Linked DNA regions of Mus musculus: region 1 is linked to region 2. The links are chromatin contacts, called in public HiChIP or PLAC-seq maps. All regions are on one chromosome and are shown on one strand. Each heading gives the region's core, a stretch centred on a gene start, on an enhancer-like site or on the middle of the called end of the contact. The rest is flanking DNA. Distances are from core to core; before and after follow the strand shown.

What was found. HiChIP or PLAC-seq counts read pairs in DNA pulled down with a chosen protein or histone mark.
Region 1: an H3K4me3 HiChIP or PLAC-seq map of craniofacial prominence shows a contact between it and region 2, with 3 times the contacts expected there. The contact joins two enhancer-like sites. A contact is called at or near these places in 18 of 484 Hi-C or Micro-C datasets (the G1E-ER4 cell line, the NIH/3T3 cell line, bone marrow-derived dendritic cells and 12 more), 7 of 115 datasets of contacts at active chromatin or transcription factors (the 230-238 cell line, craniofacial prominence, embryonic stem cells and 2 more) and 4 of 9 other capture datasets (adipose tissue, embryonic stem cells, liver and 1 more).

What each region holds. Positions count from the first base shown.
Region 1 is chr1:180,547,283-180,550,834 of GRCm38.p6, forward strand. Gm31986 (a long non-coding RNA gene) reads right to left here. Exons shown (of 4, transcript XR_001779573.2): 3 at 3,272-3,385. Among named protein-coding and RNA genes, the nearest start is that of Parp1, 20 kb to the right of the region's middle. Within about 2 kb of position 1,544, at least 89 of the 459 cell types and tissues checked have an H3K27ac peak or open chromatin away from gene starts, as enhancers often do. A contact at or near this core is called in craniofacial prominence, where this site is marked.
Region 2 is chr1:180,456,833-180,460,420 of GRCm38.p6, forward strand. All of the region lies in intron 1 of Stum (mechanosensory transduction mediator), which reads right to left. Among named protein-coding and RNA genes, the nearest start is that of Stum, 25 kb to the right of the region's middle. Within about 2 kb of position 1,654, at least 21 of the 459 cell types and tissues checked have an H3K27ac peak or open chromatin away from gene starts, as enhancers often do. A contact at or near this core is called in craniofacial prominence, where this site is marked.

The sequences.
Region 1 (3,552 bases), core at 294-2,793, 90 kb after region 2:
TCTTCAGGGCGTGGCGGCAAACGCCTTTAATCCCAGAATTTAAGAGGGAGAAGCAGGTAGCTCTCTGGATTTGAGGTCTGGCTGGCCTATATAGTGAGTTCCAGATCAGCCAGGGCTATATGGTGAGACCTCCTCTGAAGTGAGAGGGGTTACTTTCACTGAATTCTAAGGGATGAAGTCCATCTTGGCAGGGAAGGTTTAGTCCCAGGTGCCGAAGCAGCTGGTTACTTTGTGTCCACAGTCAGGAAGCAGAGAAGGGCCTGCTTTCTCCCTTCATTTCAGCCTGGCTGTTAATTAACCTGATCTAGAAACTCCCTCATACGGGTGCCCAGAGATTTGTCTCCGGGGTGATTCTAGATCCTATCGATTGACAATCCATAGTAACCATCACTAGGACCCTTTGTCAGATGCCCCCTACTGTGCGCCCTTTATTCCTCCTCTTCCTCCTCAGTCTGCCTCAGCGACTTTTTTTCATAAATATCATCTTGTGATCCAGCCACTTCTTCCCTTCTCCGGATCCCTCCCTGGCCCCTCTCTAGGGGCTGAGTGTCTTTCTACCCCTGTTCCCTGTCTTGGCTGAATGATTGAGTGTTTTAATTTGTTTCCCAGGCGCAGTCTCTATGGCTCTGCTCTCTGTAATTCACACGGCAGCAGTCTGCTGGGACGTGTATAAAGTCAGTACTGAGAGGGCTCAGAGACGTGAGACACCAAAGAGCGGAGGGACAGGGAGAAGCGCAGGAGCCCCGCCCGAAAGAAAGGCTGGTGCGGGCCGGCTTGGAGCAGATCAAAGCAAGCAGAATGCTGGCTGCAGCGGGAGGTGGGGGGGGGGGGGGGGGCAGGAAGTTCTGTTACAGACAGGGCTGCAACTATCATCAGAGAAGCTGGAGAAATGAGGCTGCCTCTGACCCCTGCATTCTGGCCAATTACATAAAGCCCGGTACTTCTAAACAGCTCCCCTGATGGTTCTAGAGCTCACTCAGGACTACAAACAACAGGTTCAGCGGCAGACCTACAGGGAGAGGGAGAGAAAGGACTGTGAGGTGACCACATCTCCCTTCAAGCCCACACAAATATCCGGACACTGTGGTGGAAGCCCTGGGTAAGGGGGCTTGGTCCTAAAGAAGAGTCTTCGTGCAAAACTAGAATTCTGGGGTGGGTGTGGGCTGCTGCTTAGATGTCCCACAGAGGACCCAGAGTGAGGGACACCTCCACAGGCTGGTGTCTTTACCACTTGCTTTCCCAGTGTCACCTCCATGATCCTAGCTCTTCAAGTCCTCCCTGATCACAAAGACCCTGCAAGAATAGCAGCTCCTAGTCATTTCACAGGCAAAAGCAGAGTGCCTACTGTGTTCTCTCAGAAGAGGAGATGGAGACCTACAGGGTGCCAAGCTCTCACTGCGCACAGAGGGTGAGCCTGGAGTCGGTCTCTTTATATGGCGCATAGGAAACTAAAAGCCTGCTACTGCTGTTAATCAGCCCTGGGTCTACCAAAGAGCTCGGAGGTAATCCGCAGGAAGGTGGCCTCTGAGCTGAGGCTTCCTGGAGCTCTCGGAGTCTTTCACCGCCCTTCATCTCTCTGAGTGTCCCTTGAGCATACCTCAGCCTCTCTCTACAGGGAACTAGGCACCACTGCAAATTGCAATGAGGTTCTCAGCTGGAAGAGTATCTTATACCCCAGGCAAGCCAGAGCCTAGGGCAATGACCTGTAAACAGATTCCCTCACGGAGTGGTTGTTGAACTGGATAAAATACAATGGTGCTTTTGTGCTTTTTGTTGGGGGAAGAAACAGAAGGAACAAAAAGTCTTGCCCAGGGCCCTCCACCTGCCATTGTGGCCTGGGTTCCACAAACTCGGGAGCTCCCTGTTAGCATTTTGTCTAAGCTCCGCCCCACAGTTACCTGGCAACAGCCAGGTGTGCCTGACTCAAGGTAAAAGGGGCTGCATGTCCCCCATCTTGATCTTGCCTTCCTGCTCCCACTTTCTCCCCCTTCCCCCTGCCGCCAGTGCTCATGGCCAGCCTCTACTCCTCTACTTCTCTCTCTCTCCCTCCCCCTTTCTCTGCCTCTACCACCCTCTTAACTCCCCTCCCTATACCCTCAATAAACTCTATTCTATACTACACTGTGGTCGTGTGGCTGGTCCCTCAGGGAGAAGGGATACCTTAGCATGGCACCCCCTCCCCCACACCTGACTACACATCCACAAAACATTCCTCCTCTCTGTCTTTTTATAAACACATCACTCCTAGACACTGATAGACAGAACACAGAGAGCTGAGATGCCACACCTCTGGCCACTAGGAGCTCTGGTGCAAGTGACCGGGTGTTGAGAAGACTGAGGACTGCTGTGGTGCACAGCCATGAGCCCAGGAATTTGTGTGAGGTGAGCAAAACAGCTGCCAACCTTGCGAGGACAGCTAGGGGCCGGAATGGCTTGGATATCCTGGCAGACAGACAGGGGTCTGTGCATGGGGACCAGCACCATGGATGTACACACACAGATGTACATCCCTGAGGGATGATGGATGCAGAGTGAATGAAGGAGGCTGGAGAGGAGGCACACTTCAATCCTGCAGCCATATGTCACGATTTCACTGTGTTGGGAACATAGATGAATACATTTGTGTCTTCCCACAGTGTCATAATAAACTCACCAGCTATGGAAGTGTTGTTGGCAGCAATTTGCCAAGTAGCTCTCTCTCCTTGCTATGCAGCCAAGGGAAGGACAGGTTCTTTTGTTCCCATCGTAACTAATATAAACCCTCAGAACACACATGACACATCAGACAGTCAACAGACGGACAGACGTGTAGGTTAAAGAATGGCTACAATGAGTTGACAGAGTTTCAGAGAGGCCAAACTTAGAGGCAGCAGTGGGATGCTGCTAAGAATGTGAAGGGAATTTCCATGGGAGACCAGGTAACCAACCAGGTTTGGAGTTCTGCTAGGTGCTGCTGTAGAGTCAAGTTAGCTGGAGCCTGTAGAGGTGAAGGGTTGTTGGACCAGATCCAAACAAACAAAGGAATGAATGGGTAGGTGGATGGAATGAAAAGATGGAGAGAAGAAGGAAAGAAGGAGCCAGGTGGTGGTGGCACACGCATTTAATCCCAGTATTTGGGAGGCAGAGGCTGGTGGTTCTATATAAGTTCAAGGCCAGCCTGGTCTACAAAATATGTGGCCAGGACAGCCAAGGCTACACAGAGAAACCTGACTCAAGAACCTCAGGATGTTCCCTAGCAATTCCAAATCCAGACAAAGTAATGAACATTAACCATTGAACTCTGTGACTCGTTATCATCATAAATACATTGCGGATCTATTCCGTGTGGTCCTGAAAAGCATCTGTGGGAGTACAACCCCATCTCTGCGCTCCTATAGCTTACAACCTGTAAAGGAGAGAGAAAAAGAAAGATTGAAACAACCACGTTCAAAGAGGGCTGTGACGGACCTGCCCCTCAGTTCCTGTCCTTCTGACCCCTAAGTCTTCCCTCCCCCTCAATCCACTGCCCAGTCCTGGCCCAGGTCACCTCTCTCTAGGACACCTCCACGAACC
Region 2 (3,588 bases), core at 404-2,903:
CGGTTACACAAGTGTGAATGTGCTTAATGCAACGAAGCTGTGCACTTAAAAAATGGTTACGTTAGGACTGGAGAGATGACTCAGTCGGTAAGGGAGCTTGCTGTATATGACCAGAGCTGGGGTGGAGGAGGACAGTGGGGTGCCCAAGTTCAACCTGGGGAACACACATAAAGATGGAAGGAGAAAACTGACAATACACACACACACACACACACGCACATGCACACCACAAAATTTTTTAGAATTAGTTAAGCTGGTAAAATTTATGTTATATCCACCAACTTAGCACAACTTTTTAAAAAACACCCTGCTAGTTTAGCTTTTGAATTCCCTCCAAAGGCCCATGTGTTGAAGGTTTGGTCCCCAGCTTGTTGTTCCTGGAAGTAGTAGAACCTTTAACAAATAGGGCCCTGTGTCATCAGGGACACGCCTTCGAAGGGAATTGGGGGCAGGGGGCTGCCGTCTGTTCTCTCTTGGTTTTTCCTTCCTAACCAAGAGGTGACTACTTTTGTTCTGAAGCAGGCTCCTACCACAGTGTTGTGCCCCAGGACCAGAGCCATGGGCCAACTGACCATAGGCTGAATTTATGAACCCTAAATAAATGACCATTCTTCTGTACAAGCCAGTTTTATCTAGGATGTTTCTTATAGCAACAGGAAGCTGGCTGACCCAGGCCTTTGGATGCCCATCAACTCACTGCTCCCTGGCTACTCCAGGGAGAGGTAGGTCTTTCATAAAAGAGGTATAATCTCAATTAGACTAAATTTCTCTTGGGGTAGGGATTCATTAGTTCAACTTTTGGCACACAAGGAACAGTCCTTTCTGTAGCCGGAATAAGGGGGGGGCACCTCTATGTAAATGCCAGGGGCGCAGCCATAAAAGCATCTCCCACAGGAGGACCTAATTGAGAACTGCCTGAGAGACCAAGGATTGTTCGTGCAGAGAATGCCAGCCAATCAGGAACTGCTGTTCAGAAGAGATGCTTTCTTGGGATGAATGGAGCTCAGGTGGAGGGTATTAAAGGAGCTTGCAGCAGCACTCAGATGAGCTTGCTGCAGTTTCTCACTTGCTCCCAGAGTCTGTGTCATTGACTCTACGCCACCTCACCTCCAACCCCCCAGGGCAGGTAGGGTCAGGCGTCGAGTAGTCCAGGGCACAGGCAGCATCTTTCCTGGTGTGAGTAGCAAGCTGATTACAGAGGCCCCTGAGAAGGGTTTGCATGAACACTGCAACTGGGACTGTTAACCCACAACAGTTCTCCAAGCCTGAGAGTCCCTCCTAGTTCCTACCCCGACTATGCCCCTAATACATGCCCTCCCCTGGCCCCAGTTGTGTCTCACAAACACATGGACTCCCCCCAGCTCCTGCGGTTTCTAAGCCAGCAGCCCCACAGATCACCATCTCTCTTTCTTCTGAGACCTGGACTAAGACAGCCATCAGTCTATCTACAGAACAGCCTTATTCCTGCCCACTGAGTCCGAGGGAAGGCTCTGCCACGGACGCTGCAGAACTTGCCAGGAAGAGGCAACATAAAGGGGCTTGTAAGCCAGGCCAAGGGCTTCTCTTTCTAGCAATCCAAGCAAGCAGGGAAGGGATGGAGATAGCAGCCCCAGACAGGCACCAGCCCAGCCAGATGCCACAGCAGGCCCTGGGGAGAACTTGCTGAGATGTTTCCTATTAGGGCAAGAAGCAACAGCTGAGAGGGCGGAGCATGAATCCAGCACAATTTCCTTTAACATTTTCGGTCCTAGGGAGCCAAAGGGCTGGGACACAAGAGGCTGGGCAGAGCACACAGTCTCTGTAGAAATGACTGGTGGCTTTTTTGTTTTGTGTTGTCGTTGTTGTTTTAAATGCTATTTCTTTCTCTCCCCCCACTCCCTGCCCCCCACCCCCACCTCTTGGAAATGCCATGGCATGGGGAATCTGGTACTTTGGCCAACACCAAAAGGCTCTCTCATGTCTCCCTGGCAGGCGCTATAGAAACAAGGGCTGGCTGCCTGCCTGCCAGTCCTCTCACCCTCTCTATCCAAGCTCTTCATGGTCACTCAGCCACCCTATCCTGATCAGCTAGGAGCTGTCCAGCTTAGAGCCCCTGGGAAGTCTGGCAACTCTTGGTGGGGAGCCTGGATACTTGACGGAGCCTGCAAAGTCACCCTGCTGTTGGACAATATCTTGGCACTGTTCAGAACTGTCACTGGGCGGGAGGGTTTGTCCACACCTGCTCTATTTGCTTGTCCCCTGTGCCTTACTCCCACAGTCCGCTTCCTCACTGAGAAAGCTGACATCCACACCCTCTGGGAATCAGAAGCCCTGCCTGCCGCATCACCAGCTCAGATGCATCCTGAGGACGACGTTCAGATGTCCTGGCTCCTCAGTAGATTTCAAAGGGCTCCTGGCCAAAAGGATGCTAATCAAATAGTTCCCTGAGAAATCTGTCATTCCTACCTGTGAGCTTCAGTGTCTGTATCTATGAAGTGAGAGACTTAGACTCACTGGTCCCTTCAGCATGAGCCTTTGTGGTCATGGTCCCATCTTAGGTTCCCTGGTGTCCACCGAAGCTCAGCTTCCTAAGAATATCCTTGTAGACCCTAGATATAGTCGAGAACCTTCTACATTTTAGACACTTAATAGGTGCATATCAAAATTGTTAAATAAGTGAGTAGATTTAATGGGGTGGAGTGGGGTGGGGTGGGGATCAAGCTGAAAAAAAATTTTTTCAAAGAGCTCTCCAAGAGCTCTCATATTTTTCAAGTTCAAATGACTTTTCGGTGGCCTTGACCTGAGAAAGCCTGCGCTGTGAATTCTCTTTGTGAAGAATAACACGGGGCTTACTGAATGGCACCCTGACAAGTCCTTACAGAAGCTGAAATAGTCCTCACTCGATTCCATCTATTGTGTCTGCCTTGCTGCTCCTGTCTGTCTGTCTGTACACAACAGTGCAGGTGTGCGAGAAGCACAGGTTTCCAGGACATGGAAAGAAGAGGATGGAGACAGGAAATAGCTATAAGGGGGTAGCCTGGTGCACACAGCCACGATCTACAATGTGACACAGAAAAAAAAATCCCTCAATTGCCACTAACCTCTGCCTTGCCTGAAGCATCTCTTCCTGCTGTGAGGGCACACAGCAGGCTGGGCTTTTGCCTGGACAGAGTTGATGCACTCCCATGACAGCGACACAGCCTCAGAGCACCCTCAAGCCACTACTTCACATTACACTTGTCACTACTCCCGGGGCTGGGGCTTCGTGCTTAACACTGGCACTGAAAATTGCTTGTTGATATCACTGGGGCGTTTTGAGAAGCCAACCTAATAGATATATTTTTAAAATGTATTTTTAAACAACGCTGTTGTTCTGAGAATGACTCGACCTTAAAGGGATCTGATGGTGCAAAATGGAGCTAAGAAAATGACTGTGGGTTCCTAACTGCTCCCCTGTCTTCAGGCTAACGGGCTCAAAGGCCCTTTGAATGGGCCTCGGGGGCTGGGAAAGATGAGGCTGGAGGAGAGGCAGGCTTATTAATGTTCACAGAGAGAAGGGATATCCTGTGTGAGGGAGGGAGGGAGGGAGGAAGAGAGAGAGGGAGGGAG